6 separate regions of the Mus musculus genome follow, and all the other regions are linked to region 1. A link is a contact called in public HiChIP or PLAC-seq and promoter capture Hi-C data. All regions are on one chromosome and are shown on one strand. The core of a region is the stretch at or near the end of the contact, and the rest is flanking DNA. Distances in the headings are between cores, read along the strand shown. Region 1 holds the start of Ccdc83 (coiled-coil domain containing 83). Region 2 has its middle 13 kb from the start of Fzd4. Region 3 has its middle 43 kb from the start of Prss23. Region 4 holds the start of Me3 (malic enzyme 3, NADP(+)-dependent, mitochondrial). Region 5 overlaps Me3 (malic enzyme 3, NADP(+)-dependent, mitochondrial). Region 6 overlaps Me3 (malic enzyme 3, NADP(+)-dependent, mitochondrial).

The links. Promoter capture Hi-C pulls out the DNA fragments that hold promoters and counts their contacts. HiChIP or PLAC-seq counts read pairs in DNA pulled down with a chosen protein or histone mark.
Region 2: a contact with region 1 is called in a promoter capture Hi-C map of liver, with 2.2 times the contacts expected there. The contact joins the enhancer-like site here to the promoter of Ccdc83 in region 1. A contact is called at or near these places in 2 of 39 promoter capture datasets (the C10 cell line and liver).
Region 3: a contact with region 1 is called in a promoter capture Hi-C map of the 3T3-L1 cell line, with 4 times the contacts expected there. The contact joins the enhancer-like site here to the promoter of Ccdc83 in region 1. A contact is called at or near these places in 4 of 39 promoter capture datasets (the 3T3-L1 cell line, the C10 cell line and liver) and 2 of 115 datasets of contacts at active chromatin or transcription factors (bone marrow-derived dendritic cells and embryonic stem cells).
Region 4: a contact with region 1 is called in a FOXA1 HiChIP or PLAC-seq map of pancreatic cancer cells. The contact joins the promoter of Me3 here to the promoter of Ccdc83 in region 1. A contact is called at or near these places in 8 of 39 promoter capture datasets (the 3T3-L1 cell line, embryonic stem cells, liver and 2 more) and 2 of 115 datasets of contacts at active chromatin or transcription factors (embryonic stem cells and pancreatic cancer cells).
Region 5: a contact with region 1 is called in a promoter capture Hi-C map of stem cell-derived epiblast-like cells, with 4 times the contacts expected there. The contact joins the enhancer-like site here to the promoter of Ccdc83 in region 1. A contact is called at or near these places in 13 of 39 promoter capture datasets (the 3T3-L1 cell line, 3T3-L1-derived adipocytes, the C10 cell line and 7 more).
Region 6: a FOXA1 HiChIP or PLAC-seq map of pancreatic cancer cells shows a contact between it and region 1. The contact joins the enhancer-like site here to the promoter of Ccdc83 in region 1. A contact is called at or near these places in 10 of 39 promoter capture datasets (the 3T3-L1 cell line, the C10 cell line, the HPC-7 cell line and 5 more) and 1 of 115 datasets of contacts at active chromatin or transcription factors (pancreatic cancer cells).

What each region holds. Positions count from the first base shown.
Region 1 is chr7:90,263,015-90,267,912 of GRCm38.p6, reverse strand. It overlaps Ccdc83 (coiled-coil domain containing 83), which reads left to right and starts at 2,481. Exons shown (of 11, transcript NM_183293.1): 1 at 2,481-2,589.
Region 2 is chr7:89,388,978-89,393,875 of GRCm38.p6, reverse strand. It overlaps a transcript of Tmem135 not described here. Among named protein-coding and RNA genes, the nearest start is that of Fzd4, 13 kb to the left of the region's middle. Within about 2 kb of position 3,040, at least 19 of the 459 cell types and tissues checked have an H3K27ac peak or open chromatin away from gene starts, as enhancers often do. A contact at or near this core is called in liver, where this site is marked.
Region 3 is chr7:89,557,825-89,562,722 of GRCm38.p6, reverse strand. No RefSeq gene overlaps it. Among named protein-coding and RNA genes, the nearest start is that of Prss23, 43 kb to the right of the region's middle. Within about 2 kb of position 2,867, at least 48 of the 459 cell types and tissues checked have an H3K27ac peak or open chromatin away from gene starts, as enhancers often do.
Region 4 is chr7:89,630,911-89,635,808 of GRCm38.p6, reverse strand. It overlaps Me3 (malic enzyme 3, NADP(+)-dependent, mitochondrial), which reads right to left and starts at 2,991. Exons shown (of 14, transcript NM_181407.4): 1 at 2,716-2,991. The coding sequence starts at 2,898.
Region 5 is chr7:89,661,465-89,666,362 of GRCm38.p6, reverse strand. All of the region lies in intron 1 of Me3 (malic enzyme 3, NADP(+)-dependent, mitochondrial), which reads right to left. Among named protein-coding and RNA genes, the nearest start is that of Me3, 31 kb to the right of the region's middle. Within about 2 kb of position 1,977, at least 60 of the 459 cell types and tissues checked have an H3K27ac peak or open chromatin away from gene starts, as enhancers often do.
Region 6 is chr7:89,717,914-89,722,811 of GRCm38.p6, reverse strand. The region is part of intron 1 of Me3 (malic enzyme 3, NADP(+)-dependent, mitochondrial); the gene reads right to left. Among named protein-coding and RNA genes, the nearest start is that of Me3, 88 kb to the right of the region's middle. Within about 2 kb of position 2,706, at least 15 of the 459 cell types and tissues checked have an H3K27ac peak or open chromatin away from gene starts, as enhancers often do. A contact at or near this core is called in pancreatic cancer cells, where this site is marked.

The DNA of each region.
Region 1 (4,898 bases), core at 1,232-3,731:
AGGATCTCAGGAGGTTGTTTGTTTGTTTTGTTGGTTTTGTTTTTTGTTTTTGTTTGGTTTTTTTTTTTTTTTTTTTTTTTTTCTGAGACAGGGTTTCTCTGTGTAGCCTTGGCTGTCCTGGAACTCATGTAGGCAGCCGATGCCTAAAAGATGGCACCGGTTTCCAGTACACCATGGCCATAAACACCCTTACTGCGCCTGCACTAGTCACCACTTGGTGCCAACCCCTCCCGAGCAGGTGAATGCTAATGAAGTGTCGACAGGCCGACCAATCCCAGGAGGACACATAGCCCTCGCCAGTGCTCGGGTGTATATAAGCAGTCCTCCCTGGGTTCCCGGGGTCCCCGTAGCAGCATCGAGGCGTTCCTGCAATAGAGGCTGTTGAGAAGAATCCGACCGTGTTGTGTCTTCCTTGCTGGCTGAGGTGGGCGCGACAACTCACTCTTTAGACCAGGCTGGCCTTGAACTCAGAAATTCGCCTTCCTCTGCCTCCCAAGTGCTGGGATTAAAGGTGTGTGCCACAACACCCAGCTTAGTTCCTCCTGTTGGCTCACCTGCTCTTCTGTTTGGTTTTCTATAACAAAGTCTTCAATGTAGCCCAGGATGACAGCGCTCTCTCTCTCTCTCTCTTAACTAGCTCCCTCAGTTCCCTTCCTTCATTAGGTCACTAATATAATAGTAATGTATTAACCTTTTAAAAATTATAACCTAGAGCCCCACCAGCCAAGAGCATGAGCTGGCCCCACCCCTTGTCTGCTATGCAGTGGCGTAGGTGAGGAGAGATGCACCCCCATCACCTGTAGCAGGTGGGAGAGCTGACCCTGCCCCTTGCTGGCTGTGGCATTGGGTGAGCTCGCTGAAGCAGTGCTGGAGAGCTGGCCCTGATGGTGTGGGTTTCCGGACGCTGGTGAGTTCACCAACTCAGCTACCAGTCAGACCCAGATCTTCCTATGTAGCCCAGGCTGACCTTAAACGCCTCATCCTCAATCTAACCCAACAGCTTTCCCATCGCTATATGGATGGGGTGACCAGCCCTGCTGACCCGAAGCTGCAGGTTCTTCATGACACAGGGCAACAACAGGATATCTAAGAGGAGTCCCAGTAAGGACCCAGTATTGATAGTGTAGCAAAAGCCAGTAGCCTCCAACCAGACCAACGACTCGTTGCAAGTAAAGATGTATAACACGCTGTGATACACTACAGCTTCCACTAGGCATTTTTGGAGGGCAGGTGGCTTGTTTGTTTGTTGTTGTTGTTTTGTGTGGTTGGTTGGTTCGTTTGGGTTTTCGAGATGGGGTTTCTCTGTATAGCCCTGGCTGTCCTGGAACTCAGAAATCCACCTGCCTCTGCCTCCTAAGTGCTGGGATTAAAGACATGCACCACCACTGCCCGGCCTGATTTTTTTTTCAATTGTAATTTTTTTGTTGTTGTTATCTTGTGTGGTGGGAGGTTACAAAGGCCAAGGATGAGTATGAATGGATGGGGAAATGAGAGGGATTGGGGTGCATAATGTAAAATTCACAAAGAACCAAAAAAGGTTTTTAAAAATTCCTTACTATGTTTTAATCTATTTTTTAAGCCAACTAGATCACTTGGAAGTGAGTCGGAGGCCTAAAAGAGCCTGGCTTCTGACTTCCCAGGCCAAAAAAAGAAAATTACTGGAGTGTAATGAGAGAAATGGGAGGCTTTAATAGACTGCCTTCAGGATGAGGCTGAACTGCACTATATTGCTTTGTTAAACGCTTAAAAGTAAAATGAGAAGACAGATGCAAAGACTTCAGTGCCTCAAGTTGCCCTGTGAGCACTTGAAGAGTTAAACCAAGCTGACAAACGCAGACAGAAAAGCAGAGCACCTCTGTCACAGGAGTTCTGCCCCTTCCCACACCCGGGGAGTTGTTTTGAAATCACAGAGGAGTCATTTTATATCAGCAAATATAAGCTTGCAATGACCCGAGCGAGGCATGCGCACAAAGCTGGAGTCCTATTTACATACACCACCTTCCAAGCACAGAGAATTCGAAAAGAGGAGAGAGAGGCCTTGGGGGAAAAGAAGAAAGGACTGGACCACTGCCCTAACCTCTGCATGCACTCCCTCACCCGCACTATTCCTCATATGCCCGCCAGGTGGCGCGCGCGAATCGCCATGGTGCCTAAACCAGAATGGGATAGTAGATGAAGATGCCAGTCGCTTTGAAAACAGCGGGAAGTGACCCGGATGGGGTTGGAAGGGAGGGAGGGAGAGTGCTTTGGGCTATTTGTACTTGAGAACCACCAGCCCACAACCCGGAATTCTCACCTGAAAACGCTGGAGACGATACTGGGAGAAAGCTAACATCCTTGTGTGACCTCTGACTTCTTCAGTCTGCCCCCAAAACTTTATAGGAACCCTCCCCCACTACAGCGGACACGCCCTCCTCTTGATTTGCCCTGACACGAGATGGGCCTGGGGTCGCGCCCTCTGGTTTTTCCCTCGGAGCGTTGTTCCTGAGCGGTTAAGAACTGTTGAGAAGGGTTCTCCAAGCCGTGCCCCTCTTTCACCACTCTGGAGACAGGGATACCTGCCTGGTTTTAGCCGCCCTAAACTTAAAGGTTTGTAACCTTCAGGGTGTCCTAGCGCAGTCTCTTAACTCAGTAGATGCCCAGCCCTCTGATGCAGTAGTCCCCCTTTATCAGTTTCAGGTACCTGAGGATCTTTGTGATGGATGGGCTTAAGGGGTGGGTATTAAATGGAAAATGCCTGAAATAAGCATTTTTGTTTAAGTAACGTTTGTCATATCTGATAACTGTTCTATTCCAGTATTATTAATCTTTAATTTATACTAAGTTTTGTTACAGGTTTATAGGTACACAGTACGGAAGGGGGCGGAGGCTGTGATGGCATCTATAATGATTGGTAGTATCCCAAGACTCAAGCATCCCTTTGGTGTCTTGGAGTCCCAACCTCACAGAATAAGTAGACCTTTGTGTTGCTGTCTACCACTCCACAATTTCCTCAAAGCTTTATGAATACTCTTAACAGTTCTGAAACGAGATGGAAAAGATGGAGAAAGAAACTGGGGGTCAGACAGGACCAAAACCTGTGCTGAACTGACTTAGTGGGGAATCAGAGGTTCCACTTCTCCTTCCTTCTCCTAGTGTCCCCAGTGGTTCCCAAGCTGAGGAAAGCTTGATACCTCCAAAAGATGTGTGACAATGTCATTCATCTACATGTTTCTAAACACATAGATCTCAACAAACGGTTTTAATGGTACTTTTCTAAAATGAATAAGCTTTGCATTTTCACACTATTTGGGACTATGTACATATATATAGTCTATATGAAAAGACGTGTGAAGGATTTTAAAGTAATTTTAGATGGAATTACCACTTGTAAAAGGACTTAAGTAAATCAACTTCATTTTGTTTTAACGCTGGAGTGCATTTCTGATTCTGTTAACAGTGCATTCTAGTGAGACAGAAAACCTTCTCTAGGTCAAAAAGCGTTCCTGGCATAAATGAACACTTGAATTCCAAAGAATTTTGCTGGGATGGGGAGATGACTCAGTGGGGAAATGTGAGCTGTGTGAGTATATAGACCAGGTTCTAGATCCCCAGTGCCCATAGAAACGTTGGGACGGTGGGCATGGTGGAATCGCAGTGTCTGGGAGGCAGAGATGGATCCCAGAACCCACTGACTAGCTGGACTCGCTGAGTTAGCAAGCTATAGGTCCAAGTGTGAGACCTTGCCTCAACATACACTGCAGAGGGCAGTTAAAGAAAACATCCACTGTCGACCTGTACACATGCACCTGCTCCCACACATGTCTACACACATGCAAACACATGCACACCATGCTTACACACACAAGCAAAATAATATTTCTTCTATATATAATTTATTTTTATTTTATATCCTTTGGTGTTTGGCCTGCACAGATGTCTGTCTGAGGGTGTCAGAAGCCATGGAACTGGAGTTACAGAGAGCTGTGAGATGCCACTTGGGTGCTGGGAAGTGAACCCAGGTCCAGTGCTTTCAACCACTGAGCTAATTATTAGCAGCCCTACAAAATAATAATTTCTAAAAAGATAAGATATTGAAACAATTCTCCTTTACGAATTGTTACATTGCATCCACATTGTTAGCCATGAAGTGAGGCCATATATGGGTGTTTGCAGGCAACTCATTCACAACAGTGTGTATTGAACATCCAGGATGTACCCGGGTTATGGGCCAGCATATATTTTTGAATTCACAAAAACATGAGCTTGCTGAAGTTGATGACTTCCCAAATGAACTATAGTTTATTGAGATGAGTACTATGAATATTTTTACATGTGCATGTTGCTTCGCAACCAGTATTATAATGACTTCTGGGCCTTTGAACTGCACCTTACTTAGCCAGGCTCCTGGACGTACCGCACTGTTGCTCCTGTTACTACAGATAGCTTTGAGTTTGGAGCGAACTGCTGACAGAGCCAGAGCTGTCTCTAAAATACCTCCCCCGCCCCACCCTTTTTAATGACAGAGAATTGAAGGGGTATATTAAACATTTCTATTAAGACGTTCTAGCTGGCAAATTCATAGCTGGAAGGGAAGAGCCAAAGGAGGAGGGGCACTAAGATTCAGCTGTGGAAATAGAAGGGAAAGAAACCATGGAAGTTACAGAACAGAAAAGGGAGGAAAAGTTATTTCTGCTTACCTCTCACTTTTCTTGCAAATTAAACGTTACGACAATTGTCACCTCTAACCAACATCTTTTAATTACATGTTTTTTTTTTCCTCCCGATGGACTCATTCAGAACTGTTGTCACTGCTAATAATTAGGTCAGTATCTTTCATTTCAATCTGTGTTGATGGGAAACAAGTCAAGCAACATCAGGAGCCATTTCATATGTCCAGAAAGGTGTTAGGGCCGAAA
Region 2 (4,898 bases), core at 1,791-4,290, 870 kb after region 1:
AGTTATTTGTCTGTTGAGGCTTTCATCCCTGTGTAAATAACTTGTCCATAAGAAAATTCTGCTGTAGGTCAAAACCTGAGATGGGAATTTGTGTTCAAGTGACTTCTTGAGTGTTGTCAAGGAGAAGGCAAGTGAGAAAAACATATTAAAGCATAAAAAAAAAAAAGGCTTAGATGATGTCTCAGTTCAGACATGGAGTATGCTGAGGGGCAAATTACACTACAGAGTGACTCCAGGCTGTGGTGAGGCAAGCTCACCTTTTGTAACCCTGACATTCAGTCAGAGATCAGGTGTGTGTGTCTGTGTGTGTGTGTGTGTGTGTGTATGTTTATATGTGTGGGTACAAAGCCTCCTGATCAGGTTGGCTCACACCTACTCAAGGTCTCTTCTTTTTGGTCAAGAACAATTTTCAAAGAAGGGGATACCTGTCTGTTATATTGGACAGCATCTTTCCCAGCATCTGAGGGCACCTGCCTAGGTTCACTGGTTGGTAGAACGGTCTGAACAAGATACCAACCACAATTCTTATACAAGACATAAAATCTCTTAAACATGACTATTGGTTCACCAATCTTAGAGTTCCCAGAGATGCCTCACTATATATTTCTTTCCACAGACTCAATTAATGAGTAAATAAAGGTAAAAATTATATAACAAAACAGTCTCATGGTTTATCGTAGCTACAACCAAAGTTGATATCCAAACACAGCACTCTATTTTTGTATTCTTCTGACCTATTGAAATATATAACTTTGAATGTTACACCATAAATCATATTTTCTATTCATTTATATTATATGATACTGCCACATAGTTCAATCTTATAGAATGACCAATAGGTGGCACCAGAAACACCACACTTAACTGCAGCTAGTTTATGCAATATGTATTTCTGTCCTAAAACTTCAGTCTCTTTCAACATAGGTCTGCCATATTGAAAAGGGATTCATAACATTGACTCCAGTTCCAAACTTGGTAACTTACAGTTCAGCTATTTTGCTTTTTGAGTTCTTTCTATGGAGTACTTTGAGTGGGGGTGGGGGTAGGGGTGGGGAAGTATGATAGGGCTAGTGAATTCAGAAAGAAAACATCTATTCATTAGCTACAGGAAGGAAAAACACTGGAGACCCGCATCCTTTAACTTTGAGGTCTCTTGAGTATATAAATGCTGAAGATTATTAGGAAATATTTGAATAACAGGATAAAAAAGTCAAGGATTCTGCTTCCAAAACATGAACTCTATTCTGCACTAAAAACAGACTTGGATGGCAACCAAGTCGTCCAAGGATCGCCCTTGCCGCTCTCTGACCACAGGGTTCCACTCTGGAAAAGGGCTTTGAGTCTGGTGTTCATCATTTACAGATTTGTTTCTTTTGAAGTTTGCACTTTATTGTTGATGAAGGGAAGTAAAGGAGGAAGGGCACTACCTCTTCCAGATTGGTTTTCTTTTTTGACAAGTCCAGCTTCTAGCTTCTTTCTGAGGAGCACTATTTATTCTAAGGAGCAGGATGAGTTAGCGGGAAAAGTGCTGGGCTGAGCCGGGCTGCAGAACACTCTGCATTTGCTGATACCTCCCTAACCATCGCTTGACCTTCCAAACATATTAAACATTGGGATACTGAGTCCCAGTTACTCAATCTAGTTTCTATGACTACAAGGTCAAGGCTAAAGCTAGGATGTGCAAATCGGCTTGCTCTGCAAGTGTGGATTGAGCCTTTTCAACTCACCAGGCTTCAAGTTCATCCATAGCTTCCAGGCACCTTCCTGCTAGAAATCAGCAGATTCTGAAGGGTACGTGTGGAGTGCGATGTCTTGTGTACTGATTGGGACTGGAGGTGTGGCTTGGCACCAAGGTCAATAGGAAGGGAGGGTAAATCTCACTTTGATAACAGTCCAAGGTGGAAGGTGACACCGCTATTATACAATGTGTTAAACAGCCTGGTTCTTGTGTTTTGAGGGAAAAGCAAATACCAAGACCTGATTAGCCTTTCCTATACCTATCACCAGCTTATTATACTGTGAACATTATGCCTCTGGGAGTTTTCCTTTCCAAACGAAATGATTCCAAACTTTGGAATGCCTCTTTACATGGTATACACCCTGCCACCCTGCTAAGCGTTCTTCTCCCTCTCTCCCTCTGAGACTCTGTTAGTTTTGCTCTGCTGTATTTACTCCCGCCGCTACTATTACTGTTATTGCTACTATTAAAATGGAGCCTTATTATGTAGCCTAGGTTAGCTTTGTACATAGTTCTCCTGCCTCCTTTCTCCAAGTACTGGGATTCCAGGAGTATACTTGCTTTTCTGTTTTGACAGCATGGTTGACTGAATGGAGTTTGTTTTACTTTTTACATAAAAGCTAGAAACCAAGCCTGTGGCACAGGTCAACAGAAGCCAAACCTGGTGGCAAAGGTCAATAGTCCTAAATACCAAGTCAGAACAATGCCAAATTCAAGGGCTTTCTGGGTTATTTAAGTGCGTTTGAGACCAACTCCAGACACTTAATGTGATACTGTCTCAAAACGAAAATAAAAAAATATTGATAAAAAGGGCGGAATATGGAGCTCCATGGTAGAGTGATGTCTAACATGCATGAGGTCCTGGTTCCATCCCTAGTACCAAAAGGAAAACACAGTAAATCTGTTCAAGGACACGTGTACACTATTTTATTACATATATGTATACATGCGTGTTTGTATGTATGTATGTATCCATATATACATATGTCATCCCTAGTACAAAAAAAGGCAGTAGAACTGTTCAAGGACACGTGTGTGTGTGTGTGTGTGTGTGTGTGTGTGTGTGTATCTCCCCACATCATGAACAAGAAAAGTCAGGAAAGAAAAAGAAAGGACAATAATCCTAACTTAGGATGAGAAAGGCCCTCTGCTACATCTGTTAGATATCTTATCCCTTCATCTCTGAGATGGGAGCTGTGCTGTGTAACGGTTTTGTGGTCAGGAGCTAGAGCCAGACAGACCTGGCTTCTCACCAAAGCCTTGATTCTGCCTCACATGTGACTAGACAAATCTATGTGACCTTCCTAAGCTTTGTTTCTCCACTGAAACAACATGCGTAACATTCTTGGTATTGCCCTAGAATAAGTGCTCAGTGAAGGTTAACTAACATCATTGCAATCACTCCAATGAGCAGATCTTATCTACTTTATACTACTTGAAAAAATGCAAGGTCCTAAGAAGTTAGACAAAGTTAGTTTCAAGCCAGTTCTGATGTAATGTTTGGGCACCTGTTATTTCTTTTCCCCAAGAACTCATTTTTATCCTAAGAAACCATTCACATTCCTCTTGCCCTTTATCCCATTTTGTTCTGGAACACATCGTATAGAGGTCAAAGGAGAACTCTGGAGTCAGATGATCTGCTCCAAAGTCTCTCTATGCTACCTACTAGCTGTGTGATTTTTGAAATTCTTTAACTATGTGGATTAGTTTCTTCATCTATCAAATGGTTGATAAAAACATTTGCCAGTTGGATTCTGAAAAAAGATTAAATATGTTAACACAACATGCTTATAGCATAGTCTGATGCAATGCAAATGTTCAAGTGTAAATTATTCGTGCTCTCCAGGGCTGGGTGGCTGGCTCTGACTTGTCTGGTTGAGAGCGTCCTGAATCCTTGTGCATCATGTTCGACCTAGGGCAAGATCATGAACACTTTCTTATAAAGATAAGATGCCAACTTTTTCGGCTTTGTGGCTATGCCATCTCTGTGAATTTTATTCAGCACTGCTGTTATGGTAGAGAATCAGCCATAGGCAGTCCATCAAGAAATATCTATGTTGTGTTCTAACTAGGTTGAAACTTGAACACTGGAATTTACATTTTATTTGATTTTTCAGATGTTATTAAAATATTCTTTTTGCAGGCATTTACACATGACCAAACATTTTATAGTTCATCTGCTATTGAAAAACAGGAGCCAGGCTGAAATGGGTCTATCATTGAATGCTTTCTGATTCCTGGTCTGAGAGGTGAACGTGTGATCCACAAAAGACAAAGTCCTGTTGGGACGGAATTTGTGCCTCTTCCTTTTCAGCCATGATTGTTGATGGAGAGAGAGAGAGATCTGGCCTATGGCAAAAGAAAATGAGATGAATAGTAAGAAGAATCAGATCCAAGAAGAGCCGCCCAAAAGAGGAAGAGACACCTGGTCCTGCAGACTTTACCTCTAAATTAGCTCTATTTTGGTTCCATGTGCCCACGCTTCTCCCTCACCCACTGCTGGCTAAGTGAGGTTTTTGTTCAGTATGATTCAGTTCTGGTACCTTGATATAACTTGTTTTCTTCACACTGTTCACAGTTATTAAGAAAACTTTACTTGGCATTTGCTTGGTACTCACCATGTGCCAGGCTGTTTAGTACACACTTTCCCATGTGATCTCTTTCTATATGTGGTGACCATCTCAAGTTGGCATTGTGACCATAATTTGACCAAGAACACAGACATATTTGTTGCCAGTCCATTTATCCTTTTAAGGATGTAGATGGACATTTCAGGTCCCTTTTCATGTCCACCTCAGCCTCCAAGGAAGAGAACTGGATGGGAAACTTTGTCAAGGCACACTTAATCCCTCTTCTGGGAAAAAGGGCCATGTCCTGATCAGGAATCCTCAGTGCTCCCTTTGGCCCTTTTAGGCAGTGGGGAGTGGCAGTCCTGGAGTTTTTGCCCAGCTGCCTGGAAGAGAGTGGATGAGCAGCTGAGGCTGATAAACAGCCTGGGTTAATCCAGGTTGCAGCTTGTAGTTCTCTTGCAAGACCCATCAAGGATTTCCCTTCAGCAGTATCGCTTCACAGCAGTTGGCTGACTTGTGGGTCCCGACAGCCTGACTCCTGGCTGTGCGTGCAGGCAACTTCAGCAGGTAGAATGTGGCTAACCTGAGTA
Region 3 (4,898 bases), core at 1,618-4,117, 710 kb after region 1:
TTTCAGAAAAAAGACATGGAAATACGGGGATGTGGTCAGGCTCCAAGGGAAAGGTAATGGTGTCTATTAGTAACTAAGAAAATTAAGCAAAATCTATTTTGGTTTCAGTTAATAGTGTGTTGAAAAATTGTACCTTTCAACATGGCAGAAATGCAACTTATCACTGACTCCTCTCCAATCCCCCCCCCTTTCTGCCACTTCACATCTATTGTGATTAGATCCATGGGTGATCAGAGGGGTAAGAGGGTTTCACAGCTTTAACATTTTCTTTAGCCTTTTGGCTAAAGAAAGCATCCCCAAGAGGCCCAGAGCAGCCCAGAACAGGACTCTTTTCTTGGGGCCGTCCCTGGGGTCCCTTTTTAGGACCTCTGTCTCATAGTTCCCTTGACCCTGACAGATGTGTTCCTATTTCTGGTGCCACTTGTAGCACTGAGAAGCAGCGCATCTCCAGTCTCCCTCTCAGAATCCCCCCACTCCTTCAGCAGGCACTTGCAGACAAGATCAAAGATAACCCTGTAGTGTTCTTTTCTGGTGTTCTCTACTTCTAGTGCATGGGAAATTACTGCATCCTTGACATGAAAACCCTCTAGATGTATATATAGTACAAACCCACCCAGCACACTACTCTGGCTCTTTTCTCTTTCATTGTCCCTTTAGGAACAGGAGTTAGAACCCAACCCTGGTCTACTTTCACAGGAATGCTTCAAGCGCCTGTTCTCTGTGCTCTCAGCTAAAGGAAATAGATTGGTAGCTTACCTCTCCTCTCTACAGAGAGAGTGGTAACAGTTTCCATCCTTATTTTCTATTCTTGATCTGGCTGAAGGCCAAGACTGAAGATGCATAAGTCTCTTTCCAGCGTCTTAACTGTTTGAATTTATTTTTGAATCTTAATATTTATTATAATGGAGTCTGAGATAAACCAGGGACAAAAAAAATCCCATTTCAAAATCTTAATATTCACTATTGAAATAGGACCTCAGATTAAGAACCGGAAAAAAAAAAAAAAGAACCGGGTATCCCAGAAGATGGCCAAATGAACTATGTCCTGCAAGCAAGCAGAAATTGGGGAGTGCCAAATTATTCTCTAGATTCAGTCTACAGTATTTATGAAGTAAGCTACCAAGCTTAGTGCTCACATTCCTAGGGAAATTTTTATCCCAGGATTTACTGTAATGTGCTCAACACTTAAACTAGGAATGTGAAGTTGTATTCATTTTCTTAGCATAGCTGAGAAAAGACAAGCTCAGCGAGGATCCGTGTTTCTTCATTCAGGATTTTTACCCTATATGCACGATGCTATCCCACTAACACAGAGGCTATGCACACACTGGATTCATGCTGGGTCATGAGAAATGGTGAGGATGTTGGTGAGTCTAATGGTTTCTTATCCATGGTCCACAAACAGACACCACTAACTAGCAGACAAGTGCTTTTACAAGTCAAAGAAGAAAAGTGCAACTCGCCCTGGCCCTCCAAAACATCATTGGTTGTTTGTCCCCACCATATAAAGCCATGCCCAGGATCCCTGCAGTCAAGCTCTGAGCCCTGCGTGGGATGTGAAAACTGAGTCACATGGCAGTGACTCACTAGCTTGCGACCACACAATGAGTCAGACAAGAAAGGCCCAGGGACACTCTTTTAAAAGTCTAAGTTATGCAAACTGTCTCTTGGAGAACCACCCTTGAAGGAGAGAAGGCTCCATGGTAAATGGGTGGGAAGACTTGTCAAGACTCCCATCCCATATCCTAGAATAATGACATGCATCTGAAATCTTGGAACTTTCTGCAATAGATTCTAATGCTGTCAACAAATTCATTATTCCCTTATACCCACTGATGGTCCCTACGGACTGGGCCCAGCTTATTCCCATTCACCAGCTGATTGTGCTTCAGCTCTTACAAAACCCAGAGTCAGTCTCAGGATACAGCAGAGGCAGGACACAGCTTTGTTACAGAGTCCATTCGATGAGATCTTGAGCCAACAGTTTACTCTACTTCCAAAAATAAAAACAGAAGTAATGGTATACCTAAGAGACTGCACAAAAAAAAAAATAAGTGAGGCATTATTTATAAATCATATGAATCAACTTGTCTTGTTTGATCATTGAATACATGTATTATTCACTAAACACTGTGTGATGACTGGAAAGAGAGCAGTGACCAGCTAGAGACAACCTGAGGATCAGGTTTCTTCTTCAGCCACAGCCTGGCTGAAGAGGAGTATCAGGCTTTGACTCCCTCTGGATGTGAAAAAGATGAGAGAGAAGAGAGCTGATGTTCTACTGGTAATGCGTTTTATGACCTCTGTACAATCACGTCTGCCCCCTGAGCTTCAGTCCCCTCACCCACGAGCAATGCGGGCTGTTTTGTGCTCCTGTTCTATATTTCAATGTCTGATGCGCAGTGTGGAGCACGAGCCTGAAATTCAGGTCCCTAGGCTCCTCCGCCAGTGAGCAATCCCTGGTCCTGAGTTTATTTTACAACCTTCCCTGAAATGCAAGGTTAAATTTTCCCAAATGTTATGAATATGAAGATGCATTTTATGTCAATTAATTTTAAAACATGAGTATTGATGCATTTTATGTAGTTAGTTTGAAAAATACAAAGAACTGAAAACTACTTATTAATGTATTAAATTTTGAGATGCATTTATATTCTATCAATTTCACAATATACAGTACTCAACACTCTGTGATCGTGGCTACCCTCTAATAATTTGAGAAGGGTATATAAGTTTGAGAAATAGTGTTCTTTGTGTAGGTAGGAAACCATGCTATTTATTAATAATCTAGACAGTGTTTGACACCCTTTGCATTAATGTGTCATAATACTCCTCTCCTGGGCACGTAGCCACAAGTTCTCTGTGAATTCCTATCTCGTGACTAATAATTTATCATTCTAACTGGAGACCTTTTGGGCATTTGGCTAGACACTGGGTCCTTTCCTCATACTTCAAATCTAAAAGGGAATCTTAGCTGTGGACGAGCTAGGGCTTCAGGAAATTCTGGCTGCATCTGCTGATTTGTAAGAAAACTAGACAGTTTATTATGAGGGTGAAGAGAGGGTAGATGCTGTTTACTAGCAGAATTTCAACATAATATACACAGATTATCAGTTATGAGGCGACTTTGTGAAAGAGAACTACGAATTCTTTTGTGACCAAATCAAACATCAGAAGAAAATAACCTTGCCAGCTTTCAGGCACACATAGGTCAGAGCTACAGGGCAGGCCACACGTCCAGATTTACTTCATTAGATGATAATAGGCCATAGCCTAAGTCAGGCTTAGCTGTAGAGCTGGTGGGAAGACCCTGAGGTTGACTCCAGGGAACTACTCAGGGAATTGATCAGTGCTCAGAGGCATTCTTTCATTACTCTGCCAACCAGGCCCCACCCAGGCTTGTGGAGAGGGCAGCTGCAAAGTGGGCAACATGGCTGCGGAGTGTTCTTAAAGTCCTGCCACAGGCGGTCATGGCAGCGCAGCAGAACTGGAATAATTCATGTTATGAAACACAAACAGTGGCTTAGAGTTCTAACTCTGCATCTGGCCAGCTGTGCAGTCCTACACAAATCACTTAACCTCTCTGAGCTTCACTCTTCTCAGGTGTAGAGTAGACTTGATAACCCTATATCATAGGGATATTAAAGGATTAGCGCTAGGGTACAGATGGTGCCTGAGCTGCTACAGAAAGGGAAGTGGATTTTAAAGCCTGCTTTGCAGATCTGTCTGTCCTCCTCCAACCCAGCCCGCCAGGCACAGTCCTCGTCTCTTGATTATAAAGATGATCAAAAGCTTTTGCTTCTGCTAGCACACCAAGAGCCAGGTTCCCTCCTCAGTGGCACCGTCTGGAGTCCTTACTGCCTCTGCGCGAAGGCCCATTCTGGATGTTTAGACTCCGATGATGATGGGAACAAAAGGCGGCGGAAATCTGTCACTGGTAATGCGCAAATGGGATGTTGGCTGAATCTCTCTGGCAAATATTCTCAGAACATTCCTCCTCTGCCCTTAGGGTGAGGAGGAAAAGCATTCACCCCAGATTGTGGGGGTGGGAAAAATCTGCTCTTCATTAGGGGGTATTGTGTACAGTGGGATCGGCCCTTCAGAGCAGCAGTGTCCACAGCCTGGGTGCTAACTCTCTGAGGCCAGATCTTCCCAGCATCCAAAACCAGGTTCCAGAACCCAGACGGGTTCAATACCAAGTCTCACATTTTTTCCTTCTCTCCTAGTGAAAAGCATGTTTCCTATTACAATATTTACCCCCTCAGTAGAAGAGGAGCACTCCTGTCTGTCAGGGACACAAGTTATTAAAAATTCATTAGCCAGCTACGTAGCTGGGCATGTCTCGCTAGTCTTTCCTGCAAGACCCTGATCCTTACCCCTTTTCTTTTGTTTCATTATTCAATGAGAAAATACATTGCATAAGGCAAGCACATTTCACTCACTGACAATCGGGGTAAAACAGTAAAAGCATCTCTAAGGATTTAAAACAGAGAGAACACTACACTAGGAATATGACCAAAGAAAAGGCGGAAGTGGAAGGGGGCATTGGGATGCAAATAGATAACTGGTTTTTGTTTGTTTGTTTGTTTGTTTGTTTGTTTTTTAAAGGGTGGAAATAGGAGAATCCAAACAGGAAAGGATGAAACATCTCAAAGTTAATCTTCAGCAAGACGTACCAGGCATCTGAGGTTTAATGGAGAAAGAGGAGGTGGTGTTCCCCAATTCAGGAGCTAGGCTCACTTGCGGAAACCAGAGTGAGGACCATGTGAGTGCAGACACCAAGGCCCATGGAAGAAAAGTGGCCCTTGCCCCATTTTACCTTCTTCCCATCCTACATGCCCCTCCTGTCCTTCCTGCTGATCAGCCCAGATGGAAGCAAGGGGACACAAGAAATGCAG
Region 4 (4,898 bases), core at 1,742-4,241, 630 kb after region 1:
CTGGTGCACTCTGGGAAATAACACAAATTTTGTTGAAAGACTGAAAATCTTGGACTACTAGGGTTAAGTAGTAGGTATGTTGCTTTCACAGAAGACCACAGTCAATGAGAATGAAGTCAGTATGAGTGGGGTTGGTAAGGTAGCATATTAATGTTAATGGGGTTGAGGGGAAAGGACCATGACTCAAGACAACTCAAGAGCAAATAGTTATTGAATGTCAAATTAGGCAGAGAACTTCATCTGATAGGTTAGTCTGTATCCTCAAGTTGACCGGGATCTATTGTGGAAAAGAAACTAGTCAGCCACTGTAGTAGCTTGCCAAAAGGAGACAGAGATAAAGCAAATGCCAAGAGGTTCACATTTAGATTGAGGGGTGTATCAGGAGGGCCTTTCCATCAGCCACAGAAAAGCCAATGAGACTAATCACCCAGGACATGGCGGAGCTAGATCCAGCTTGATCCAGAAGGCATCAATCAATAGCAATAGTAACCCCACGCAATAAGAAGCCCATCCTCTGTCACACAACTCTACTTCTCTTTCACCGGTTTCAGTGTAATGGCTTTTCCTGACCTGCTCCAGATGGAACACATAGTGCAATAGATGCATAGCCAGAACTGAATGCTAGATCCCCAAGAACTTCTCTGTAATACTGCGGCCTAGGCACAGGTACACAGAACTTCATTCTTTCAGTCTTTGCTCACAAAGACCTTGCATTCTAGAAAATGGCTACTCAAAGACCTTCTCTGGAAACACCAAATGCTGGGGGTCATCAGAAGGAAGAGAAGGGCATGTGAGCAGCTCTCTGGAAGATAGCTTCTTTATTGCAGAAGGATGCAACTTGTTCTCAGCAGCATCCCTGATATCCTCCTTACCTCTGACCAGTCAGGCATCTTTAGAGATCTATGGCATTATGAAAATCTCAGGCTGCATACTTAAAGCATAACCTCCATTTTTATTACTTAGGGAGACGAATCTCTTAGACAATTTACATAGGGGACAAGAATTGTTTTAGCGGAGCAAAACCCAGGACTAAAAAACATTATTTTCATAACTACTTACAAAACAATAACTACTGGTTGGTAATGTACCCATACATCTAAGGCAATTGTTAGAATATTGAAGCCTATAGTAAGTAGTAATATATTACTTTGCTCACCATAAACCCTGTCTTTCCCCTCTTATGACAACTACAGGTTTATTGTGGGGACCAATGTCTCTTCTATTCTAAGACAATTGGTGAGGATGAACCTACCTTAAACCTTATCTTTAATTCTGGGTGAAGGCTCCAGGCTCCAGTTGGCTTAAGTTATTGGTGATTGACTTGGGTATGGGAAGAGAACCCCTACAGTGTGTGAGGTGGTCTACTCAGACTTCACATAAAGTGGCATCACAAAGCCAGACTAGAAACCAGAGCAAGACTGCACCGTCAGGGAGTCACCTCTGCTTCTCCATCAAGCCTCACCTGCAGCCCTTTCTCTGGATGTGATTTTGGTGAAGGGCTTTTTATTTGCTGAAAGAGGCTCTCACCTTCTAGCACTACTGAAGCAATTCAAACAGGCATGGATACCTTAAATGCTTTGTACCGGAGCAGAGTACCGGGAACTCAAGGTCTCTTTGGAGAGTAGGGGGTCAGTGTGACAAGTGAATCTGAGCACACAGACATTTTCCTTAGTTTCAGTTGATGCTGTAGGAAACAGCACTGCACAGTTGGCCTCACCCTTTAACATAGCATTTTCCATAGAAGTTGTGTCATTGGAATTTCACCATCCTGAATCAGAGAAACTACTAACATTTTTTGAGAACTTCCTGCATGAGGACTATTCTCACATTTTATTTGCAGTAATAGCTTAGCAAGCATTTATGAGAGCTTAAATATTAATTCAAATCCAGTGGTTTTGAAACTTTTTACAATAATCAAATGAGGTCATACTATTAGGCTGAAAAACGTTGAGCCTGCTAGTTAAACACGAGGAATTGTGGGGAGTGGGGGACTGGCTTGAGTCTTGGCTTCCAGTTTCTGTTCCTCACAATCCTCTGAACCAAAGATACAAACTTGATTGCTACAAGAAGGAGGTGTGCTCCTAGGTTAATATGCAGGTATCTGCAGTGGGCTGAACACGGCCAAAGCATTAGAGATCTGCATTTGGTCACCTTGGCTAAGACCCCTTTGTTCTGCATTCTGTTACAGGACTGGTTTAAATTAAAATCTTTAATTCTTCTTCCAGTACTAAAAGTTCTATAATTCTAGACTTTTCTGTCTTCCGGACTCATGTTTTCCCAGATATTCACCATATCATTAGCTAACACTTATTATCTCATTGGTGCCCGAGTCTGTGCTAAGAACTCTGCCTCCGTTTTCCTGTTTTTCCTTTTAAACCTTGCAACATTCCTAAGAAATCTCTAACAGATACTTTAATTCACGGAGGTCAAATGAATTGTCCTCAAGATCTGCTGGAAATCTGACTCTAGCTCAGAGGGACCATCGGGAATACTCACTGGGTCTGTATTGTTTTTGCTGAGGAAATTAAGGTCAGTAAAACTGATCACATCTCTCCATGTCAAGAGGGGGACGAAAAGGCCAAAGCAAACAGAGCAATATCCAGGAGGCAAAACCAGAGGGCTCTGGAAGGACGCCATAGGTTTCGTCCCAAGCCCAGGGGGCGGGGCGTCTTTCCCTGCTAACCACGGGATCCAACGTCCTACCCGGACCATTACCTTGTTGAGATGGGGGTTCCTGGTGACATCGTATCCGCGCTTCTTCAGGGGTACGGGTCGAGGCGGGCCAGACTTGGAGTGGCAGCCCTGGGCGGGCGCGGAAGGTGCCTGGCGCCGAAGACTGCTGCAGGCTATGCGAGGCACGGAGGTCAGCCGCGCGCCAGTGCCCAGCGCGGCGCCCATAGCCCTGGCACAGACCTGGAACCAGGGCGAGACCAAGGTCAGGGGTGCCCTCTAGGCAAGCCAGGTCCTGCGCGCCAGCAGGGCGCCGGACCTGAGCTCTCGGAGAGGCTGGGGGTTCCTGATGGAAGGCGCTAGCCTCCTCCCCTTGTCCGAGGCCACCTGCTCCTCGCTTGGTTGCGATGCTCACCCCTCAGCCAGCAAAGCGAAAGCAAGCCCAGAAAGCAGATCCCGTGCGGATGACAGCCCGTGCCTCCCTGCCCCCATATGGGAGAATACTCTCCAAGGAGTCCCCGCACCCTCAGTACCTGTGGTTAACCTTGGTTTCTCCTTCTTCCGCTTACCTGCCTAACTGGAGAAGCTGAAGTCTATGCAGTCCCACTGCGAGCAGGTGGGGCAAGGCGCTACTGTCCCCTGTCACTCTCTGGCCAAAGGCAGCACCTCACAGGCAGTGCTAGCTCACGGGACTGATGCATTCAGTAAAACAGTCTCCAAACCTTTCCTTGCGGGACCAGATTTTCCTTGAGGATATGCGCGGGGGCTCTTCATAACAAGACAGGATGAAGCTCATTTTCCTCCCACATGAGGGTTTTTGTGCTTTTGTACCCTGGCACTCTCTATCCAGAGGTCTGAATGGCACTTAGGGGAGAACACTTGAGGGTCAGCATGCCCCCACCTCTTGAGCAAGACCTGGGCAAGAATGCTGTCAGTATAGTAACCATTAGCCACATGTAGCTGTAATACTCTAAATAAAATACAATTTTAAATCCATTTTACAGTAAATAAAATTTCTAAATAAAATACAATTTTAAATCCCAGTCACAGTAAGTGCCTTCTTTTAAACCAGTTGAGACCATGTTTGAATGTATATAGGTACAGAACACTTCCTGCTTTGTAGAACGTTCTCTTCTGTTGATCTGCGTTCCCCACTTCCTAAGTAAGTTTCTAGGAACCCCATGGAACCAGCCATAGACCATAGATGTTAGGTCACTCACACCTTGATGTCCACTTCTCCCTGAATTTAAGTGTGTACTTCCTCCACTTAGTGTTCAAGAGATTCCTTCTAAAGGAAATACATCGCTCTGTGTATGGGATAACTCCTAAGTTGTCAGGAGGCCTTGGTTAAGCCCAGCCTGGCTCCTGCCAGCTTCTCATCTCATCCCACTTCACCTTGTGCTGTCCTTGAGGTCTCCTCTGACTTGCTTCTCCCCATTTCCCTGTCTTACTCACCTCCATCTCAGGGCTTTTGCCTCTGCTAACACTTTTACTGGGAACATCATATTCCAATCTTCTAAACAACTGCCACATCTCGTCTCTGAGGTTGCCCCTAATATGTCAACTTGGAAGCCATTATTCTAGTCATTCCCTTCAGTGCTGACCATCCCCAGGGGATGCATAAGAAAAGGGTTTTCCCCTAGGTATAAATGAACAAGTCATCTACTAGTTCATTGCTATTGTGGTATATTGCCTGCCTCCCCCTTATGATACTGGCTTCACTGGGCTAGGGCCTTTGCCTGCAGATCCCTTTGTTATCAGGTCCTGAAATGTCTTTGTGCAATAATAAATAAATAAATAAAAATAAAAAAGTAGCTGTTTGGTGAGGGAAGGTGAGTAGCTTCTCTGATCATCAGGGCTATGAGCTCTCAGAATGGCCACCAGACAGGTGGTGTGGTTCTTTCTCTCAGACTCCATCCCGTTCTCATGGCCCAACTGCAAGGCAGGGATGCTCCTGCTGTCAAGGTCCTCCTGCCTGGCCTCAGGAGTCCATCTCCTCAAGACTGGTGGGAATGAGTGCCTTCCTGAAGCCTCTCTCTTCAGTTATCAGCTGAAATGATCTTTATTTCAACTGTACTGGGTGAAGGCATGTCAGTTTTCTTCAATGGAGTGATATTTGGTATATGGGTCACACTCTAGGGCAGGCCCCACGCCCAGGAGTAGTTGGTCAGCTGGCCAACGCAGACTGAATTCCATGGGGTTTGTTTGTTTTGAGACAGATGGCAAAA
Region 5 (4,898 bases), core at 728-3,227, 600 kb after region 1:
GTCAGAGATGCTCAAGGCATGCTGATAGGGGCCACCCAGGACCTGGGGAAGAGTGAACCAGAGCCTGTAGGGGGCTGGAAGTTGCTGTGGAAATTTCATTTCCAGTGCAGGCAGCAGGCAGGGTGGAAAGGCATGAACAGGACAGAAAGGCATGGGTGAAGGACTGACCCAGTCAGCAGGGGACCCCAGGCTCTGATGCTTGAGGTTCTGGACAATCAGAGGTAGCGAACAGCGGGTTTTGTAGGACGATGTAATATGTTACATTGAAGGGTTGGGTTGAAGACAATCTTTTAAAAGGCAGCTTGAATACTGTGGTTCTGCTGCTTGATTTTTGGAGAACAAGCAATCTGCTAAAGGTCATGACAGAACTTAGGTTTGAACACAGCGATTGCCAGCTCTAAAGTCCAGACTTTCAACCCTTCTGCTCACCTGCATTCGTCTCCCCTCACGTTAATATCTTGGTGGCGCGTAGCTCATTAAGAGGGACCAACAACTTAGGGATCCAGTTGAAGGCTTTCTTGTGCTAATGCTGTCCCACTTCCAAAGGGCCTTTAAACTGTGAATAGTGTAACAAGGTGAACAACCAGAGTCACACTCACAACACTGCAGCCCTAGACCATGAGGAGGGTTAATTCCCTAATTCAGTCGTAAATCCAAATCTTGGTAAACATTTAAAAAACTTTAGCACCTTGCTCAGCCCACCAAATCAAAAGTGTCTTGTCTTCAGATAGTGGTGCTCAGCCTTCCTAATGATATGACCCTTTAATAGAGTTCCTCATGCTGTGTGAGCCCCAACCATGACATTATTTACGCTGCTACTTCATAACTGTGACTTTGCTACTGTTATGAATCGCAGTGTAAATCTCTGTGTTTTCCAGTGGTTTTAGGAAACTTCTGTGAAAGGGTTGTTTGATCCTCAAAGGAGTCGTGATACACAGGTGGAGGGCCACTCTTTTTAGTTTCTCTGTTAATTCTGGACCTCATGGCAAAATACAGTCTGGGAGAGCTTTTGTGATAATCTATACTACCATTAATAATGGAAACTGTACTCCCCACTGTGTGCCAGTGTTCTGTGAGGCAGCAAGGGACTATTTCATCATCTCTTTATTACAGAACATGGGAGATGAAGAATGGAGGTTCAGAGAGGTTAGGTATCTTGTCCATAGCAACAGTGACTGCTCTCCCTGCTCAGTCACACTACTGACTCAGAAGCCACGGTCTGATGGGCTGAGTAGCGCGAAAAGCAATGTGTTTAGGAGATATTGGGAGAAAAGGCACCTGTGCTCTCATGGGACAACATCACCACTTCAATCTCACAAGCTGCTAGGAAAGTAATAGGAAACTAGCTAAGGCCTGAAGTAAGTGGAGGAGCTAAGAGGTCAGCTGGACTGCTGTGTGGAGCTGAGTAGTGCAGTCTTTGCTGAGTAGTGCTGCAGCTTGCTTCCCTAGGCTTGTATCTGCCTAGTCCTCATGAGCTAGGCATAACAGGCAGATCTATTGAAAGGGTTTCCTGAAGAGCAAGAGGACTTGAGACTTAGCCCCTAGGGATCTACTTCTCCTTCTGTACTTCAGCCAGTCTCCACATTTACAAATAACAAGTTTCCATAGGCTCCATCGCTAAGGTTGAGGCTCCTTTTAACACCATAAGTATCAATTCTCTAGTCACATACTGGAAAGCTGGCCATGTGACAAGCTCCCACTCACCTGGATGAGGGTCTTGAAGTAGTCATAGAACTGCCCCTGGGCCTTGGGTAGTGAAAGGTGACAAGCGGTAGTAAGGAGTGAGGCATCCCCCAGGGTAACCTTTGGGTAAACCTCATGGATACTGCTTCTCCACAAAAGTGCAAACCTCGGGTCATGGCTGGATTGACAGGAAACGTGTGGGGAGGGAGAGTTTTCAGAATTCCTTCCCCTCAACCCTCCCATTCATGAGTCAGCCACCACAGCTGAGGCCACATTTTGTCACTCTCCTCTGGCACACCCCATAGCTCCAGATCCCAGAGACTCAGTCAGGATGCCGAGGGTTCCCACAGGAAGACGCTGTGTGTATCTGGTATGTGTTTTGGTGTTGACCACTAAGTCACCACCAACATGGCTGAGCATTTGGTTTCTTAGTTTCTGGCCACAGAAACTTCCCCCCAAAAAGTTTAAAGCAGTTTATCATCTCCATTCTACTTACTGTGTCACAGAGGGATGGTACTAATGGAACACCACAGCATCGGGTAGACATTTAATTACTTCCTGTATGTCACATATTGATCTGAGAGATTGGAGAGGAGGAGTCGGTTCATTTAATCCTTCTAAGGACTCTAGCATTGATCTTGTTTTGTAGGCTGGGAAACTGAGCATAGCATGCTTAAAGAAACTTCCCCAGCAAATCCAGAATTCGAATCTACAGTAAGCCGACAGTAAGGCTTGTTGTAGGAATTCTGGCTAATAACATCTTCTATCATTTAATTAAAACACTAGAAGGTAACAGCATGGCGAAGGAATGTAATAAGAGAAGTGAGAAGGTACAGACAGGCTGCTGAGGATGTTGAGATTTTGGGCGTGGTAGTAATGGAGAAGGAGTCTACAGAGGTCTAAGCTGCAGGTCAGGATTATTCCTAAACCCAAGTGAATGTTCTTCCCAGGCCAGGGGAGAAATAGGACAGTGCTCAGGGGACCTAGGGGAAGAGAATTTGTCTGTCTGATGCAATCACAAGGGTTTCATAAATCAGCAGTGTTTACCAGGGGCTGTAGGGCTTTCTAGGCACCAATGAAGATGAGGTGTAGTTCGCTGGATCCTTTTGGGGGAAGGAGATTAAGCAAAAGCAAAAAGGTATAGAACCAGCAATAAGGGGTTGTGCTTTCTTCAGTTACAGGCAAAAGGAAACAATGAGAGAGCCAGGGTGGAGAAATCTGATTAAAGAAGACTTGTGACAGCCTAGGTTTTATTTATAAAGCGAGCAGTATCTGTGACTCTTCCAAAGAGCACAACATTTAACAGAGCAAAGCTTTTGGAAGCTGTTTTCAGGGTAGGGCATGAGGGCTGCCTGATGTAGGAGTAGAGAAGCAAGTGGCAGGGCAGTGAGTGGGTTTGGACTGACAGGCAGCTCCCAGACACACGGACTGCAATAGATGTACTCTGGGGAGGCAGATTTGACAGGCTGTTGGGATAGAGACCATGTGGGTGGAAAATACAGGAGTCACGAGCAAGGCGCCCATCCTCTTGTACTTGTGGATAGTCAGGAAGGAGGCAGATTGTACTTTTAGACAGTATAGAACTTTGGAGTTGTAACAGATCCCAGTGATGGCCGAATAATGTGGGCTTCACACAGGCTGCTGGGTCCCAGTGGAATGGCCTGAGGCTATTAAACGGAAAAGACCTATGACATTATGAGGATATTGATGTTGCATTATTTACTCTAGAAAGCCCCATGCAGCTTTCTAGCATGTGGTTATGAGTGGTATTTTTTAGAAGCGTGAGTGCTCTGATATGAATCCTTGCTGAACAGTCTCACTTGAACAACTTTCTGAATCTCTCCGTGCCTTAATTTTAAGATGGGGATAATAATGGCACTTAATTTCCAAAGTTATTAAGAGATGTGCAATGTTAGCACAGGCACAAAGCTTAGGATAGTAATTGGTACACAGAAAACTATACAGTGTTAGTTGATGTTGAGGTTGTCAATGCATTCGATACTTCTACTTTTCAAGCCAAGCTCTCATTTCCTATCTGATCAAGTTACCAGGGCAATACCATGAAGCTGCTTGTCCACCATCTAGGCTGGGACATCTGGGCTTTATACAGCTTAGTCATTAGCCTCCATTTGATGGTATTGCTGAGAAGAGAGCAGGCCACTGAACCTCTGATGCTCACTGCCTTTGAAGTGTAGTCAGGAGGGAAGGAAGAGAATATCTTTCTCTGTTACTCTTGGCATAGTCTGTGAGCTCAGTCCCTACATACTGCTCCCCATTCACACTCTGTCTCTCATATCAATAGCTGTCTTGGGCATGAAGAATGGAAAGAAGAGAGAAAAGGAGGAAGAAAAAGAGTAGAATAAAGAGACAGGAAATATGACAGAGCTGTGTGTTTCTACCTGCCCACGCAGAATGGAGGCTCTTATTCAAACCTTTTTCAGCTGAGACCTGGGATTATGGAGGCAAAGCCCATTGTTCACACCTTCCTGTCCTGCCTATTAGCCTGAGCAGTTCCCAGCCCCTAGGCTGTGTGCTAATATCCTGAGAGCAGGGACTATGTCAACTAATGGACAGATGCCACTGGGGACCACATCTTAAACCTGTGGTCCCTCTGTCTGATTAGTACACAAACCATAGGGCGATCTGTCTTACTTGGTGCTCTGCTTGCCTGCCCCACAACAAAGTTGTGGGCTTTGGTTTAAAATAAACTTACTGTGCCTTCTTAAAAAAAAAACTGACAAGCAAAGGATGTCTGGTAGTATTTTAGTCCTGTGCCCTGGGCATTGTCTACAGCACACAAAGTCTGCAGTTAGAGAGGATCGCATTCCCACGCTGGGAAATGGTCCTGGGTTTTTGTTTGCTTCTTCTATTTTGTTTCTTATTCTGAAGAGAGAAGAAAAAAAATAAAGATAGCAACTGGTTTGTCTATTGTCTTCTTGTTGGGGAACCTCTCCCAGGTTCCTTTGAACATAATACTCCTAGCTTACTATTGTAGAACAAGCTTAAACTATGGTTGTTGATAAGGAACAACAAAAGTTCATTTAGACAGAATTCTCCATTTGTTTTTACTTGCACCGTGAGACAAAAACTATCAAATCCCCAGGAACCTCAAATGACCATTTATGAGGGGTGAGATAATATTGACAGCTCTGGATGCCACTATGCACTGTTAAAAAAATTAGGAACTTCCCATGGAGTTTGGAGCTTTGTAGGTC
Region 6 (4,898 bases), core at 1,457-3,956, 550 kb after region 1:
CTCTAAGTCTGGATTTCTAGAAGCTTAGAAGGCTTTCTGATCAATTTGTGTCTCCCCTAAAGGAGGAGGAGATGGTTTATTCTTCTGTTTATTTATTCAACAAATCTCAGGCTCTTCTTCTTCTTCTTCTTCTTCTTCTTCTTCTTCTTCTTCTTCTTCTTCTTCTTCTTCTTCTCCTCCTCCTCCTCCTCCTCCTCCTCCTCCTCCTCCTCCTCCTCCTCCTCCTTCTTCTTCTTCTTTTTTTAAGGAAGGAAAATATTTAACCAGTTATTTAATTTCATGGTAACTGATAAACCCAGGGGCAAGATTAGAAGCTACAAGCTTGTGGAAAGCTAAAGAGTTAAGACTTTAGGGAAATGCTAAAATGTGACTGTAACACCAGTGACAGCATCAAAAATCAGGGACAGGAAACAAAAAATAGACATACTCAAAAATAGAATACAAGTGTTCTTCCTAAATACACATGCTCAAAACTGGAATACGAGTGCTCTTCCTGTCGGTGACACAAATGTCTCAAGAGATAGGGTTCAGATGAAACAATATGAAATTAGCTCAAAAAACAGCTTATAGATTTAGAAAATGTCAATAATACTTAAAATTTGGGATATATTTTGTAAAATCAATTTTCAGGACATAGTGAGATTTGATTTTAATCAGATTTTAGACATTCTTGACAAAATAGTTTAATACTCTGCATAATTATAAATGTTTACTTAGTAATAATAATAACTCGCAAAAAACTGAAATTACACTGTAAAGGACCTGAGAAGTAAAGCAAAAATTACTTAATTCTCTTATAATAAAAAATCTGTACTATGTTGCTGTCACAAAGTATATATATTGTCAGCTAGTATAATCTGAAATCATCCCAGAATAAAACAAATTGACCAGGAAAACCAAAACCTGGAAACATTGAGGCAGTAGGACTTTCCCCATTTTGTCTACAGAAGCTGTCAGTTAACATTTCAAAGGTCACACACATGTAAACAAACTGAAATTCAAAATTACTTAGAGAATGTGAGCAGTGTTCACTCTTAGCTAGCTGCACTATAGGAGAGCTCCTGTTACCAGTTTAGACAAGGCACTTAATCCATCATGGGCCTCAGTTTTCTAATCTGCACATAGAAGTACTGCTGTAAGGACTGGGGGACAAATACATTGTTTCTTTTTGTATCTGTCCTGACCTTAACATCAAACAATATCTACTGATGCCTGAGGTTTCTGTTAAAGGAATTCATTTGATTCAGAAAATCAGTATCTCTCTCTCTCTCTCTCTCTCTTCCTCTCTCTCTCTCTCTCTTCCTCTCCCTCCCCCCACCTCTCTCTCTCTTATTTCCTGGCTATCCTGAAACTCAAACTCACTATGTAGACCAGGCTACAGACTCTTCTTCGGTACTGAGTATATTGCTGGATACTTGAGTGAATGGCTGCTATTTATCCTCATCCCTGTTGATTGGTTGTATATCCTCACTTACTATTGGTATTAAGGTTGGGCCTCATGTCAAATATTAACTAAAATGAATTATTCACCGCTGGAGAGGTGAACGGAGTAGTATCCTTTAAAAAGTGAGTTAATGTAATATTCTATATTGCTTACACAATTGTTTAGTAAAAACAAAATTGATAACACAAGTAGGTAGATGATTTGTCCAGTGTCTTTGTTAATGATAAAAGATGCCTTGCATATTATATTGTTTTAGTACATGAAAAACTGTGGCTTATGTTATTTGAGCCTACACAGGGCAGGTGCTATTGTCCTCATTTACAGAAGAAGAAATTGAAGCGTAAATGGATCATGGTGATGTGATTTCCAAGTGACATTCAAAATCACATGAAAATAATGGCTGTTTCAACTGGTTTTTTTTGGAAGACTAGTTTATGCAAAAGTGTTGATAAGAAGCGTCATAGAAGAGGAATGGAAGAATCTGCTCCTGATGTACTTGACAACTCTGGAATTTTTGTTGTCACTGAACAAGAGATGAATAGCTAGAAAGATTATGAATCATCCTCCTCTTGGGAAAATTCAGTGTCAGTGTGAATGCTTCATGACCCCTCATTCCCAAAAGCTTATTATTTAAAATTTAAATAATGTTATTTCTGGCATCCTCATGGCCCTCACTCAACTGTACCTCCACAGTAGAGGACATCTGAGAACAAAGTAGCTTCCTTTCCCCAAGAACACAAGTGCACTTTGATGGGTCCAGCTGGGGATGATTGGGTCGATAAGTGAACTATGATTAGAGTAATAAAACAAACAGATACGCCTTGGGAGGGGCTGAGAATAGGCCTTGCACATGCATACTTGGTGTGTGTGGATGAGTGGGTGGAGGCTCAAGGATGGGACATAATATAACTAAAGACAAACCCATCAATAGCAGGATTTTCTAGCTGTTAATGCCTTACATGGACCTAATTCTCATTCTCCTGGACCTTGACCAACTGTTATCTAGCCAGGTGAACCAGGAAGGATGTTGTTTTTCCTAGGGGACAAATGGCCATTGTGAAGCAGAGATAAGGGTAACCAGTTTCTGTCTTGCCACCAGGAGATATGAATTAGAGAGTGGGTTTATAACAACAGTCTACATTTAAGTACACTGTGAGTGTTCTGGTTAGTTTTTGTCAACTTGACACAAGCTAGAATCATGTGGGGGGGCGAATCTCAATTGAGAAACTACCTCCATCACATTGATCTGTGGGCAGGCCTGTGTGAACATTTTCTTGTTTAATAATTGATGCAGAAATGCCTAGCCCCCTGTGAACAGTGCCACACTTGTGCAGGTGCTTCTGGAGTGTAAAAGAGACCAAAACAGTCAGGCCACAGGAGCAGGCTAGTAAGCAGCATTCCTTTATCATCTCTGCTGCGGTTTGAGCCTCCAGGTTTTTCCCTTGGGTTTCTGCGTTGGTGTGGCAGTTTGAATGGAAATGGGCCCTACAGAGTCATACATTGGAATACTTGTCCTCAGTTGGTGAAACTGTTTGGGAATGATTAGGAGGTGAGGGCTTTTTGGAGGGAGTCTTGAGGTTTCAAAAGACTTGAGCCATTTCAAGTGTGTTCTTTGCTTTCTGCTTGTGGAGTAAAATCTGAATGCTCAGTGGCTACCCTGCCATGCCTGCTGTCAATTGCCTGCTACCTCTGCTCAGCCATCGTGTACTCTAATCCTCTGGCCTGTAAGCCTAGTAAAGCACTTTCTTTCATAAGTTACCCTGGTCATGGTGTTTTATCACAGCAATAGAGAAGAAAAGCAACTAAGACACTGGGCTTCCATTGTTAGTGGACTCTAACCTGTAGGCCAGATCAACTCCTTTTTCCCTAAATTGCTTTTGGTCATGGTGTTTAACACAGAAAGAGGAAGACTCAGTCCACATCTACAAAGAATTTCCATTTCTTATGACAGTAGCTTCCAAATTTTACTTTTCAAAAGAGCTATTGTGCAGTCCAAACATCCAGAAATGGGCTCAACCTGGACTGTAGGATGATTTCTTATAGTTAAAAAAAGGCAGTGTTTTTCAGAAATCTGTGAAGTCAGTTCCTCTCTACCAAAAGGAGTCATTGCCAATGGGATAAATGGGTATCTGTGGTTCTCATTAGCTCTCCATATCATGGAGTTGTCATGTTATTACTTTTTGCATCTACCACTCTGTAAGGTAGGCCTTGAAAATATTCCCATTCTGTAGATCAATAAGCCGAGGCTGAGACAGTACAGAAGTGAATCCTGAGTTTCAAGTCCATTTCAACATGCTGGCTCTCTAATCCATTTAAACATTCATTCATTTAATAAGTACACTTTAAATGGAAGTTTTATCCCAGGTACCTGGCATTTGAGGGGGTTGGTGTGTATCTGTGTGTGTGTGTGTATGCAAACACACACACACACACACACACACACACACACACACACACACACACACACATATATATATATATATATATATATATATATATATATATATATATATATATATATACCTATCTTTTACTTTTGTACACCTCAGTCTAGTGATATTTTAATTCAAACCAGTTTTTTAAAGCCTTCCTATTTCAGAAGTAATATGGACTTTTGCAGGCTGGTTTAGTGCCTGGAAAGTTGGGACATCAGCAGAAGAGCACAGGGATGCACACAGATGTGTATAGAATGATTTGCCCATAAGAGGCCGGGGGCCACTAGCAAGGGAGAACAGACTTTGAAGTTAGTTCCTGGGTTCAAATGGTGATCCAACCTCCTCTGTTGTGATCCTGGATGACTTTGCTAACTTCTGTGAGCTTCAACTTGCTGATCAATAGAATGAAGATTTTAATATCCATTTCACATGATTGCCAGGAGAGGCCTGGCTATTTAGTGGTTAGCACTTGTGGTAAACACAGCTGTGCCTGGGCCCTTTCTAAACACCCTGAAGGACATGTGGAGTCCCGAGCCTTCTACTTACTTCTTTTAAAAAGAAATTTCATTCTTTTGGCCTTTACCCTCATGGTTTGACTCAGTCATCAGTTCTCAGTGTTGAGACACTATTTATTTGGGATATGTGAGTTGGTATCTATAAATTTTAACTGGTGACCTAATCCAGATTTAAACTGAATGAAACAAACTCAAAGGGGACTGGACTGAAAGGTGGAGGTTCAAGATCGCCTTTTGAATAACATGTCCATGTACTGTTATATTTATATTAAAAGAAGGAGATGAGACCTCAGCCATGCGAGTCTTGTTTGCATCAGCATTTAGCTTATATAACCAACATCGACTTGTTTTCTTTGCTCTCTCCTGAGATAGAATTTGACCCTTGTACTTGATGAATTTCAGTATTCCTTTCTTTTAATTTCCCATTCATAAGCTTGATTAGCTCCGGGGTCTATGTACTTAGGGACTATTTGCACATGGTTAAATCACTCTTGTCTGTTCTTG